Regions from separate parts of the Sus scrofa genome. Here region 1 is linked to region 2. Evidence: chromatin contacts called from public HiChIP or PLAC-seq data. All regions are on one chromosome and are shown on one strand. The core of a region is the stretch at or near the end of the contact, and the rest is flanking DNA. Distances in the headings are between cores, read along the strand shown.

What was found. HiChIP or PLAC-seq counts read pairs in DNA pulled down with a chosen protein or histone mark.
Region 1: an H3K27ac HiChIP or PLAC-seq map of skeletal muscle shows a contact between it and region 2, with 5 times the contacts expected there. The contact joins two enhancer-like sites. A contact is called at or near these places in 2 of 47 Hi-C or Micro-C datasets (heart right ventricle and skeletal muscle) and 1 of 2 datasets of contacts at active chromatin or transcription factors (skeletal muscle).

What each region holds. Positions count from the first base shown.
Region 1 is chr15:78,468,236-78,474,644 of Sscrofa11.1, reverse strand. No RefSeq gene overlaps it. Among named protein-coding and RNA genes, the nearest start is that of ITGA6, 33 kb to the left of the region's middle. Within about 2 kb of position 4,999, at least 5 of the 83 cell types and tissues checked have an H3K27ac peak or open chromatin away from gene starts, as enhancers often do. A contact at or near this core is called in skeletal muscle, where this site is marked.
Region 2 is chr15:78,382,790-78,388,877 of Sscrofa11.1, reverse strand. No RefSeq gene overlaps it. Among named protein-coding and RNA genes, the nearest start is that of ITGA6, 120 kb to the left of the region's middle. Within about 2 kb of position 3,552, at least 18 of the 83 cell types and tissues checked have an H3K27ac peak or open chromatin away from gene starts, as enhancers often do. A contact at or near this core is called in skeletal muscle, where this site is marked.

The DNA of each region.
Region 1 (6,409 bases), core at 3,750-6,249, 84 kb before region 2:
AGATAGTCAGGACTGGAAACAACACACAGACACACGACATGGCTGTGTATAACCAGAAGCCCAAGATACACAGTGGATGATAAAGACCAACCCCTGAACCAAGGATAAAATAAAGAAAAGCAGACTGAGGACAGAGGGTGGGAAAACAAGACAACAAGCGACCTCAGGAAAGGCCTGAACCACTTCCCAAAGGGGAAAACAAGAGGTAAAGATCAAACCATAAAACTGCTCCAATAATAATCAAAATTACAACGTAAGTAAAGATAAGATAAAAAAGACAACGCAAAAATGGAAAATGAGTAAATCCAACGTAACAAGTGTAGGGGCATCTGTTGCTTCCGTCTGCCCAGACTCACCCCCAGTCTTCGGTAATGGAGCCTCCCAGGCCATGCGTTCCTGCAAACCGGAGGTCTGGCCCTGCCCCCACCAGAGGTGTGGGAATCTAACCCAGGTCTGTCCAGGCCCCAGGGATGGGTTCAAAGGTGAGCATGTGACCTAGGCTCAGCCAGGCAGTCTCTGCCAGGACTTTCTTGCTGGAGTTCAAGGGAAGGACTTCTTGGGATGCTAAAAACTATTTTCACTAGTAAGAGTTGGGGTCTTGATTACATCATCTCAGCCTCTCCACCCTGGGGCCTCTCCATTATTTGAGAGAATTCCCATTTTTGCTTGAGCCAGGTTAAGTTGGCATCTGTTGCTTGCACCCCCCAAATTCCTGATTAATTCAAGAAAACTTTCAGTCACCAAAATAATGATTTCAAGGGACAGGCATTCTGGCCAGGTCCTAAGAACATCCCAAAATGGCTAGATCCGACATATATTGAACTCTCACAAATGAAAATATTGGAAGTGAGAGCCAGATAGCATTCACCGAAAGTATGGATTTATTATAGAATTTCTGGTACCAAAAATGTATGCCAAGAAAAAGCACCATGATAAGGTATCTCCCAAACGTATTTTGTGTGAGACAGAAACACTGCCTACCTGATTCCTTCACTCCATAAACACTTACTGGGCAGTTGCTGGCCGGGCACTGACTTGACACTGGGAGGACAGAGTAGGATAGCATCCTCAGGTAAAGAGACCCACAGTCAGGGGACAGTGGGGTATGGGGCAGGGTGGTGGGGGGGAACAAAGGACATGTGAACAGCAGCGTAAGAGCTGTCATCCAGGAGAAGCAAAGTGCTGTGGGAGCCCAAAGGTGGAAGCCAATAGCTTCCTTCCCTCTGAAGGAAAAACAACTCTTCTGTTTCAGTGGAGAACAGACTGCAGACATGCTCACCAACCATATTCGCTTTAGACATGTTAGTTATGGTGAAGAAGGTCCCGTCAAGCTTTGAGACGATTCCACTCAAGTGAAAGGAAGCAAAGCTGCTTGTCAAGTCCCCCACCCCCAGGCCGGGCCCTCAGAAGACACGGCGCTCTGTGACATGACAGAAGTTCCAGGGCCTGCGTATGCTTCGAGACCTCATGGAAGCCATTCAACAGCTACCTCGTCTGACAGTCCTGGTGATTAAAATACTGCTGACTCAGTCAAAATGTGAGGGGAAGGGGGCAAAGAAGTCAGCAATCCAGGCAATTATAATTTTAATGCCCAAATCTCCACAATAAACAAAATACCCAAATTTTAAATAAAGACGGGATCAGGGAGTTCTCTGGTGGCTCGGTGGGTTAAGGGTCTGGCATTGTCACTGCTGTGCATGGGTTCGATCCCTGGCTTGGGAACTTGTGCATGCTGCAGGCATGGCAAAAAAAAAAAAAAAAAGACATGGTCAGACTCTCCATGTGCATGACTCAGCCTCACGCACCTCACTGCATTCCAGCCTTGCTCCGGAGATGGTGGCTCTGAGCTTCTGGTACGATGGGTCATCTCCTGTCTGTCTTCCTGTCCCAAATAGCAAAACAGCCCTCGAAATGGGCGTGGCTCATGTGCCCATATTTGGGGACAACCGGTTAACGTGAAGCCAGAAACTGTACCTACAAACTGTGCCTCCTACAGGGAGAGGGAGGAAGGGGGGAGATGTACCTATACCCCCACCTAGGCTTGGAGGATGGAACCCAGGCTCACTACTAAGATGGGGAGAGGGGCTGGTGAAGCGGGGTGAAGGGACTGGGACTGCCTGTCCCATAAGAAGGCCTCGCTCACTAGGGTTATTAAAAGTGTCAGACCTTCTTGCATGGGGATGACCCTCTCTAGTTTTCTGATAGAATTAGCTAAATTCTCTCAAGAGTTTTGAAGACACCAATAAGTAAGACAATTTCCATTTCCCCTCTCTCCTTTACTCTAGCCCCATTTTCTTTTTTGGCGTGTGTGTGTGTGTGTGTGTTTTTTAGGGCTGCACTTGCAGCATATGGAGGTTCCCAGGCTAGGGGTTACATCGGTGCTGTAGCCACTGGCCTACACCACAGCCACAGCAACACCAGGTCTCAGCTGTGTCTGTGACCTACACCGCAGCTCACGGCCACACCGGATCTTTAACCCACTGAGCGAGGCCAGGGGTCGAATCTGCGACCTCATGGATACTAGTCAGAATTATTTCTGCTAAGCCTCGATGGGAACTCCTAGCCCCATTTTCTAAGAACTTTTGGGGACAAGTATGCCTGTTACAGAGTCGGCCTCATCAGGCTCCATGTGAAGCAAAGGGAATGAGGCAGACGTAAAAAGGAGAAAAACAATGGGCTACCAACTCAGGTCACTGAAGAGAGATTGGGACCTGAGATCTAGCCACATCTGCTACTAAACCATCCATTTTCTCGTCTATGAGTTGAAGATAATATCTCTTGCCTTGCTATATCAAGGCGTGCCTAAACAAAAAAAAGACCACAAAACACAAAGGGCTTTGGATATAAACAGTCTGTATATTTAGCTATAAAATTTCCCAAAAGTGATTTTTAATTTGCTTTTAATGTAACAAAAGGGTGGGGAAGTTCTTGGCATTAGCTGTGATTTGTACCGAATGAGGAAGCAGGCCAATTCATTACCCACATTAAAATGATCAAAACAGCTAACATTTATGTGCCACACATCATACCAAGTTTATATGTGTTATCTGATTTAAAGGTAGATTTTAAAAAAATAATGGAGTTCAAAGACAGTTAAAGGGCGCTTATATACCTTCTGTTTATTAAGAGACTCATTCTTTTCATGCATTTGACAAAGACTTAGGGACGGATAAATGAAGATACAGGCTGTTTACTTCTATGTGTTTAAGGCCTCATAGGATTTCATGTTATCTTAGGAGATTCTGGAGTCAAATAAGACAGAAAACCGATTTGACCAATTGGATTATACTGACACCAAAAGTTATCTCAGGCTCAGAACTCAGTCAAATGTATTTTCCCCACTGATACCTTAAAACCATGCAGTTTTTAATATTTTGACATTTGGTGGTCTCCATTTTCCTGGAAATTATCAAAAGCCCTCATGTAGTTCATGCAGAGCAGCCATTCAGAAACTGTTTAGCTAACATCTACTATGTTCTGAGAACCATGGGTTGTTAGCTGCTGAATCTAAGGAAATAAATGCCACCCAGCTCGAAGAGATCACTGTTAAATGAAGAAGTACACAAATAATTACAATACATCCGGATATGGGGCAACGGAGAGAAACACACAAAGTGGGCATGAAGGAGCCCAACCACGAATTCTGGATCCCTCACATTCCAGGGATAAACCCCCCCCTCCCCACAAAATCCACTTCCTCATACAAGACATTGAGGGATGTTTTCAGATATCAAGAGAAAGAGCCGCAACCAAGTGAGAAAAAAACTGGGAAGCTGGTGTTTGGAAACCTTATCAGGAAGTGTGGATTATCACGCTCTTGAGAGAGGTCCCTTTTACCCTGGCGTGCAAGTCTCTTGGAGTCAGATGGTGAAATCAATCATTGAGGCATCGGCTTTCAGAGCCAGCTGGGGAGAACTGGCTGGACTCCAGCTCTAGGGAATGGCCTGGCAGGGGCAGCTCTCTGGATCGGCATCCTGCACTGTTCGCCTAAAGCCCTTCCAGCATGTGCTAAAGGCAGCAGCTGACTGGACTAGGACATCCTCTGCCCCCGTGCGTTTCCCAGGTGTTCTGGAAAATGCACCCCTGAAAGTCATTGAGACTGGGGAAAGGAGAAGGTAGAGAGGAACAGAGTATAGCAGCAATTCTTAAATGAATTAGAAGAATGGATTCTCCATCTCACTAAGCCAAAGAGGATCCATTTAATACACCAAGGCTACAACTAGGGAGCTACAGTTCCTTCTCAATTAGCCCCTTATTTTGGCCACATCTCCACAAAAGAAAGAACTGACACTCAAGGGATTGAAGTTACTTGGAAATAGTCTCCCCCCATTCTTGCCAATAACTGTAGTTATTTCCCCACGTTATTTGAAGACTCTTGGCCGTTGACGCCTAAATCTAATGAATAATTTGCCCAATTGTAAAAATGCTGTTGCTAGAACAGATAGATACCCAGCCGTGAGAAATCTGAGGTCTAGATCAAATCAATTAGCTGAATCGCCACGCAGGAAGTGAGTGGTAGAACAAGTCTAGAAGACCACAGCCAGCTCTGGACTCCTGATCGAGGGCTGTGGTCAGAAGGTGTCTTGTATATGATATGTCTCTCACCCAGACAATGTTATTACTAAAGAGGAAAAATATAGAGTTTACACTTTTGAAAGGTCTTCTACATACTATCGTGCACTTTTTTTCTCTTGACAAGTCTAGTGTCTCTAGCTCTCAGCTGAGTTACTTATGGTGCTTCAGATCCTTTCATTCTAGGAGAACAGCCCTGAGACTCTGCTGGAGACCTCTGCACATGCTCTCCAGTCACCTCTCCTCGGTTGTGGAAGGGCCACCTGGAAGCCTCCCAGGCCAAGTCCTCCCAAGGGAAGCGGAGGATCCCACCCAAGAGCTTGGGGAGCTCCCTGCACCTCCACTGCGCATGTGCGCCCAGCCCTGGCAGAGAGCATCGCTGGAATTTAGCAAGAAGCCTGCTGGAGTAATTACTACTGCTGTGGGGCTGACAGCTGTTAAGGGCTTGTTAGGGAGTGTCAGTTTTCCACAGGCAACTGCATTTCTGAGAAAAGGGCCTGACCTTTTGGGGGAAAGAAACCAACCCACAAAACTAGCAGCTCTTTCTCTTTCAAGAGAACAAGCTGTTGAACCTGATGTGGCAAGAGAGTTCACAAACGCCTTGAGCCCCCGCTTCTGGCACATGCCATCCACTCTGGGCTAAGATGTGGTCTGAACTATAAAATAAGCATGTCCCTCCCCGCCTCCAAAACATATGTTGAGAACACGGTGAACAGCCTTAGGAATTCTTCACTATCAAAGAGGAAGTTGGGGAGACTTGGGTTTGAAAGATGAAGCCAACTGGTTATGGCAAATGCTTGGCTATCCGTTTATCACCTTGTATTTGGCAATGACAGTGAGTGCAGGTCTGGTGGCTGGTGCTTTAGAAGAGATGAAAAGGGGCATCAGAAACCATGCCTGCCCTGAAGCAGTGTACAGTCGGAATGAAAGCCAATCCCTTGGAAACCAAGACTAAAACAAGACTGAGCACTGCACATAATTCAGAGGTGGCGTCCCACGGAACTCGCAGAGCTTCGGGAGCAGAGAGGTCATTGTAGGCTGGAGTGTGGTCCTCAGCCTCCCTTTCTTCAGGCCTCCTGTAGATGCTGTCCTTCCAGACATCTGTCCCAGCCTCCTTGCTCAGTCTGACTCTTGGGGTTTGGTGGTTCCTAAGAACCCATTTTAGGACCCTCTCAGGTACTGCTGACACGTACCCAACTGGAATGAACATTAAAGACAGACAGTGGGTCTCCACGTTGGCAATATATTAGAATCACTTGGGGAGCTTTAGAAATGAGCTCTGCTCAAGTTCTATCCCAGAGCAATTGAATCAGAATCCCCAGGGGAGGGGCCCCAGTGCTGGATTCCAGTGGGCAGCCAGGCTGCGAGCCACCAGTTTAAGCAATGAGGGTAATTTGCAGGCTCACCCAGGAAACCACAGGAAAGGCCATGTGGAGCTGCTCTTCTGTATCAGAACCAGGATACAGAACATAGAATTTCTCTGTGCCCAGGCTCGCCTTCCCACCTCTCTGCTGCATCTTCTCAGAGCACTTCCTCTGTGAGGTGAGCATCATTGCTAGTAGCCACTCTAGCTCACACTTTAGCAACTAGAGAGGATGGGCTTTCCTTCCCTTGGGTCTATGTTGAACCCCCAACCCTCCATTTTTAAAAAAGGCAAAACTCTGATTGGCTCGTGTGCCACCCCTCGACCTGTGTTGGGAGATTATTGATCTAGCTTGGTTCATGTTCATGCTGCTACCTCTGAGGAGAACCGCTGGGGAGATGAAAATAAAGCCTTGCTGTTCAAAATGCGGTCCATGGGCCAGCCATGTAGCCAGCCCCCAAGAGCTGGTTGAAA
Region 2 (6,088 bases), core at 2,303-4,802:
CAGTGGGTTACAGATCCAGCATTGCCATGAGCTGTGGTGTAGGTCACAGATGTGGCTCGGATCCCGAGTTGCTGTGGCGTAGGCCAGTGGCTACAGCTCTGATTCGACCTCTAGCCTGGGAACTTCCATATGCTGTGAATGCAGCCCTGAAAAGACAAAAAGCAACAAAAAAAGAAAATGTCTTATCTTAATGAAGTAGTCAAGTCAAAGGTCCACATTTCAATGGACAAAGTGAAAGCTTCCCGAGCAAACATCGCTTTTGGGTGCATATGCAGAAGATTCCCGCAAAGCCTCTTCAGATGATTTCATCACATCCCTCTGTGCTCCTAAAACCCGAGTCATCCCTTCATTCTATAGCCAGTACAATCCCATACCTCCATCTCTGTTCTGCTGCCTTGGATCAGGACCTCCTCACTTCTCGCCTAGGTCCAGTCTTCCAGCTTTAGTCTCCCACTGGCCATCCTGCTCCCTGCAGGCTGCAGAGTACAATTCAAACTCCCGGGCATGATGGTCTGGGCTCTTTGTGATCTGGCCCCTGCCTACACTTCAGACCCCATCTCCCTTTTGTCCACGCCCCAGCCTCCCTGATGGTTCTCCAATAAAACGAATCCACTCAGTCAGGGAAAATGTGAAAAAATTTGAAATGGGCCAAAAATAGATGAGTGTCCTGTCTGGTGCACTCTACTGGGTTATCTTTATCTTTCCTTGGTTTTGAGCTATTTTGTTTCTGTGAGTTGTAGTCTATTTTACATTTCTGTAAGTTGAATACAATTTTATATTTTATGTCTGTACGTTGTAGAGTAGTGAAAGTGATGCAAATGATTCTTGGCCACAGAAGTACCAATTGTGTCCCTAGAGATGAACTAGATTAACACCCTGTAGATGCTGACCAGTTTTGTATCTATTCATAAATTCTTTTCATCATTTCTGTTCCCTTACTGATAAATGAATGTTCTTTGACTCTCCTTTGAACCATTTATAATATCTTAATGTTTTCTCATTAATTAATGCATTCAACAAAACTCTGACAGATGCTCAACTTATAATTCTATGAGAGTCACAATTTGTTTTTTCTTTTTAGGGCCATACCTCTGGCATATAGAAGTTCCCAGGCTAGGAGTCGAATTGGAGCTGTAGCCGCCAGCCTACGCCACAGCCACAGCAACACCAGATCTGAGCTGGTCTGCAACCTACACCACAGCTCACAGCAACACCGGATCCTTAACCCACTGAGCAAGGCCAGGGATCAAACCTGCGTCCTCATGGATACTAGTTGGGTTAGTTACCACTGAGCCACAATGGGAATTGCAAGAGCCACAATTTTATCCCTTAAAGTTTTTTTTTTTTTTATCTTTTAATAACTCCTATGGTTCTCTGATTTGACTACACTCTTTTCTGCCTCTCTTTGCACAGGCTTCCAGCACTCTCCAGAATGTTCTCCCTATCTTGGTCTACCCGAGGAACTCCTAATCATCCTTCAATGCTCAGCTAAAGGTTACCTCTTCTGTGAAGTCTTCCCTAATTCCCCAATTTCCTAAGTTCAGCACTACTTTGTACCCACCTGTATTTCCACACAGGTATATGTGTCAATATCTGCTTTCCACACCAGTCTTAGAGCCCCTATAGATAAGGGCCACAGTCTACTCCTCTAGAATATGGATAGGTATATTCTACTCACCTGGCATAGAGTAGGCACTTTACAATATTACTAAATATTTATTCAGTACCTTTACCTGGGTCTCCTTTTAATTCCCACAATGGCCTGATGAAGTAGATAATATTTGTGCCTCCCTTTTACAGATGAAGAAATTGAACTTAGAGTAACTTGCCCAGGATCACATGGCTTTGGAAAGATCTGACCTAATGGGTGTGTCTTCTAGTTAAGTGTTCTTAACTGCAATGTTATAGTCTTTGTTGATTCAGCAATTCTGTGGCCCTCAGGCCTCTTTAAGTTACACTTAAACAGAACAACCATGAAATGAAGGGTTGACTTTGGGGTTTTGCTTTCTTATCAAAAAATAAAATATCTTACCAGCTTGGGACAATGAAAAACAAAATTATTTTCAAAACCTTAATTTATCTCTCCTAAGAAATTAGCCAGAACTTATCAACCAAGGAGAACTGGCTATTCAGCCCAATTCCTGGTTATCACTATATGGTACAGCTTAAATGAAAACTACGGTTTCTGGCTCATACAATACTCACAGCACTTGGCACACAGAGGTGACCAGCAGGTGGTATCTGGCTATGGGCACATTGTGCAAGGATATTCACTGTGCAGGGCCCCCTGCGCCTCTTTAGCCTGGTGCATCTCTGCTGATCAGCCTTCTCCTGCCAAGGGCAGTTCTACTATCAGGGCTGCTCCTGGGATTTAGAGTTCATGGAAGCCCCTGGTACATTTTTTTTAAATGCACCCAAGAGCTCAACTTTGCTAAGGAGATGAAGAGTGAAATAAATGCCACTTCACTCCCTGGGTAAGTGCCCAGCCTCTACCCTCAAGGTGGCTCAGGGCCATTTCACCTCCACTCACAGGGGTGAGACAAACAGAGCGAATTGCCACAATGAGGGAAATGACGAGAAAGCCTTGCTGGGCTTTGATTACCTGGAGTGGTGTGATTAGGGTACCTTTGATGTTGATAGTCTGTCTGAGGGCCCTTCATCTCAGCACCCCGTCCTTGGCGGTTTGGGCTCAGACAAGCCTGTGTAATCATGCCCTCTGGCTCCAGATTGTGCCAGAGAGCAGGCTGCATGGAGGCATGGGGAGCAGTGAGGCCAGGCGGCCACAGTTGCATTTCCCCCCAGTGCCAGGAAAGGTTCTAATTCAAAAACAAATGTATTTATCACTCCCAACCGCTCCACAGGGCAGGGCATCCTGCCTCAGGGTGGAGTGTCAGCATGCAGTGGGAACAGTGGCAGGCAGCCAACGGAAATTTCACATTTCACCAAGGTTCCTGCACTCTGCAATGGTCCTGCGGACCTAGCATCACCCAGTGGGGAGTCCAGCCTCCAGAGATCCAGGCACCAGGCCAGAGCCAAGCCCTCAAACCACCAGCCAGCCAACCCCTGCCCCAGGAGGCCAGGCCCTGAGCCTGAGCCATCTCCACCCGGTGACTAAGGTTCTTTTTAAACCGGGAGTGTGGGCCAAGGGGGAAATCCATCGTGAGCAGGCAAGTGGTGATCTGTCTAAATCGCTGTGACATATGTCCTGTGAGCGCCCTGTGTGAGGAGTCTGAGGCTTCATCTGCTGTTCAGACAAAACCTCCTTTGCCTGGGCATCCAGGGGGCTGACCGGACATTTTCCAGGGAGAAGAAAAGGAATGGCAGAGAGTTGAGAGTTGTAGTTTTCCAACTCACCAGACTTCGGGCTGCTGAGCAGTCATTCCCCCTGCAAGCTAGGCATCACCACTACCAGGGGTCTTTCTAAGCAGACTCCATCTTGTCACTCTCCACCTGGAAACTCTCCTGGAAGAAATCCACACCCTTGAGGTGCCAGACCTGGGTATTCCTGATTCTTCCTGCAACCACCTGTTCCATTTCAACACTCCTCATGCACCTCACTGACTGGCCCATCACGCCCCAAGCAGGCCATGTATCTTCCCAGCACCCCGAAGATCCTCTACCTTCTGTTCATGCTTCAAGGTCCAGCTTCAATAGCGCCTCCTAGGTGAGGGCTTGCCTGCCCTATCTACCCCATCCAGAAAGAACGCAAATGCCTTCCTCCCTACATAGGCCTTCATAGCTGTGTGTACCTACCTGGAGTGTAACATTAAACCACCTTGGAGCAGATAGGTTGATTGTATGTCCACCTCTATGATTATGAGCTTGATCCAATTAAAGGCTCCTTTTGTATTCCTCGATTCTTCAGGAGTGATGAGTACAGCCCCAGCAGATAGTAGGTGCTCAACACATGGAAAGAATGAATGAACACAAGTCCAAAATCATCCCCTTTCCTTGGAGAATCTCTTTTTAGGAGGAAGTAATCCAATTCTGAGCCTTCTGGGGGTCAAAGGACATTTATCTGTGGACAACTGTTTGCTCTAGACAAATTCTGCCTTGCTCCCAAGCCCTAGAGAAAGCCCAAGGCAAAGAAGACAAGGTGCAGGAGTTCCCGTCGTGGGGCAGAGGCTAACGAATCTGACTAGGAACCATGAGGTTGCAGGTTTGATCCCTGGCCTTGCTCAGTGGGTTAGGGATCCAGCGTTGCCATGAGCTGTGGTGTAGGTCACAGACGTAGCTCTGATCCCTTGTTGCTGTGGCTGGGGTGTAGGCCAGGGGCTACAGCTCTGATCAGACCCCTAGCCTGAGAACCTCCACACAGCGCAGGTGAGGCTATAGAAAAGACAAAAAACAAAAAACAAACAAACAAAAAAAAAGGACACTGAGCAAACTAACTGCTTCATGATAAATGTATTCTCAGATGCTAACAATTTTACTGTGTTAAGAAAAAAGCCAAACCACACACAGAAGTGAAACTTCCTGAACATTTCACACCAAGCATTTAGTTGACAGCTCTGTTGGAATTGTGATGACAACAGGTATCTGAGTAAAGATGCACTGGGCAAGAACAGAGGGATTCTGATGATGCTTTTATGCATAAATCTTTGGCCTTTCACTTCTGGAGGCATTGCATCCTATGAGAAGGGAAAACAGTGGAACATCCTCGGTTTATGACCTGGGCTGCACTATTTCCATAACATTCCAGAAGTGTTACTCTCTTCCAATTCTTTTGTTTTAAAAAGGATTATCATTGGCATTCCCACTGTGGCACAACAGGATCGATGGAGTCTCTACAGTGCTGGGACATGGGTTCAATCCCCGGCTGGCCCAGTGGGTTGGAAATCCAGCATTGCCATACCTGTGGCATAGGTCTCAACTGCAGCTTGGATCTGATCTCTGGCCAGGGGAACACCATATCTATGCCTTGGGGCAGCCAGGGGGGAGAAAAAAGATTATCATTATTATTATACTGATTAAGATTTCTGTTACCAAAAATTACCTCCTTTAAAAACAAAACAGGAGTTCCCATCGTGGCACAGCAGTAAAGAATCCAACTAGGGGTTGCGGGTTTGATCCCCGGCCTCACTCAGTAGGTTAAGGATCTGGCATTGCCATGAGTTGTGGAGTAGGTTTCAGACATGGCTCGGATCCTGTGTTGCTGTGGCTGTGGCCAGCAGCTGTAGCTCCAATTTGACCCCTAGCCTGGGAACCTCTATGTGCCTCAGGTGTAGCCCTAAAAAGCAAAAAAAAAAAAAAAAAAAAGACTACAATCTGAAGCAAATATTCCAGCTTTCCTAAAGACGGAATTTATAATTTCAATATTCTGATGGTAATATCAAGGTCCAGTTAAACATAAATAAACTAAGATTTATACAGGGGCATTACATACACAAAGTCTTTTGGTATATATAAAATCTCACTGATAAGGGTTGCTTTAACTCATCAGTTCCATGCTTAGCAAAGGGGCAAAAACTTAAGTACTTTTCTCCTCCCCCTATACTGCTGAGTGTCTCCCCCAAATTCACGGCCACCCACCAAAGTGGAAAGGAAACCAAATACTCAGTCATCTCTAACACCTCCAGTCCATTTCCAGGAAAAGGAGGCTATTGCTCTCCCTTGCAGAGAGAAGCAGAGTGCCCCCTCCCCATATCCTGCCCCTGCCTTTCCTCTTCAGCTCATTTCTCCCCACTTCCCACCACACTCAGCAACAGGCTTGCCACACTGCTTGCAGCTCCACAAATGCACCACGCCCCGTCACCTCCAACACCCAGCACCATCTCACTGGGCACCTTGCTCCTACTCAACTTGAGTCTTAATTACATATCACCTCTTCCTGGAAGCCTTCCCTTAGCTCCCAAGGCTGAGTAAGGCCTCTTTCAAACTGTTTCTAATTTACCCTGTCTGTCCTTCCCCTATCCCAACAGTAATCATATTGCCTTATGATCATCAATTACTTGTTCTCACCCTCTAGAGAGCACTATCCAATAATAATGTGAGCCATACATGTAATTTTTACCTTTCTAGCAGCCTCATTAAAAAAGTAAAAACAAACAGGTGAAATTAATTTTGATAAGTTTTAAGTTAATATATC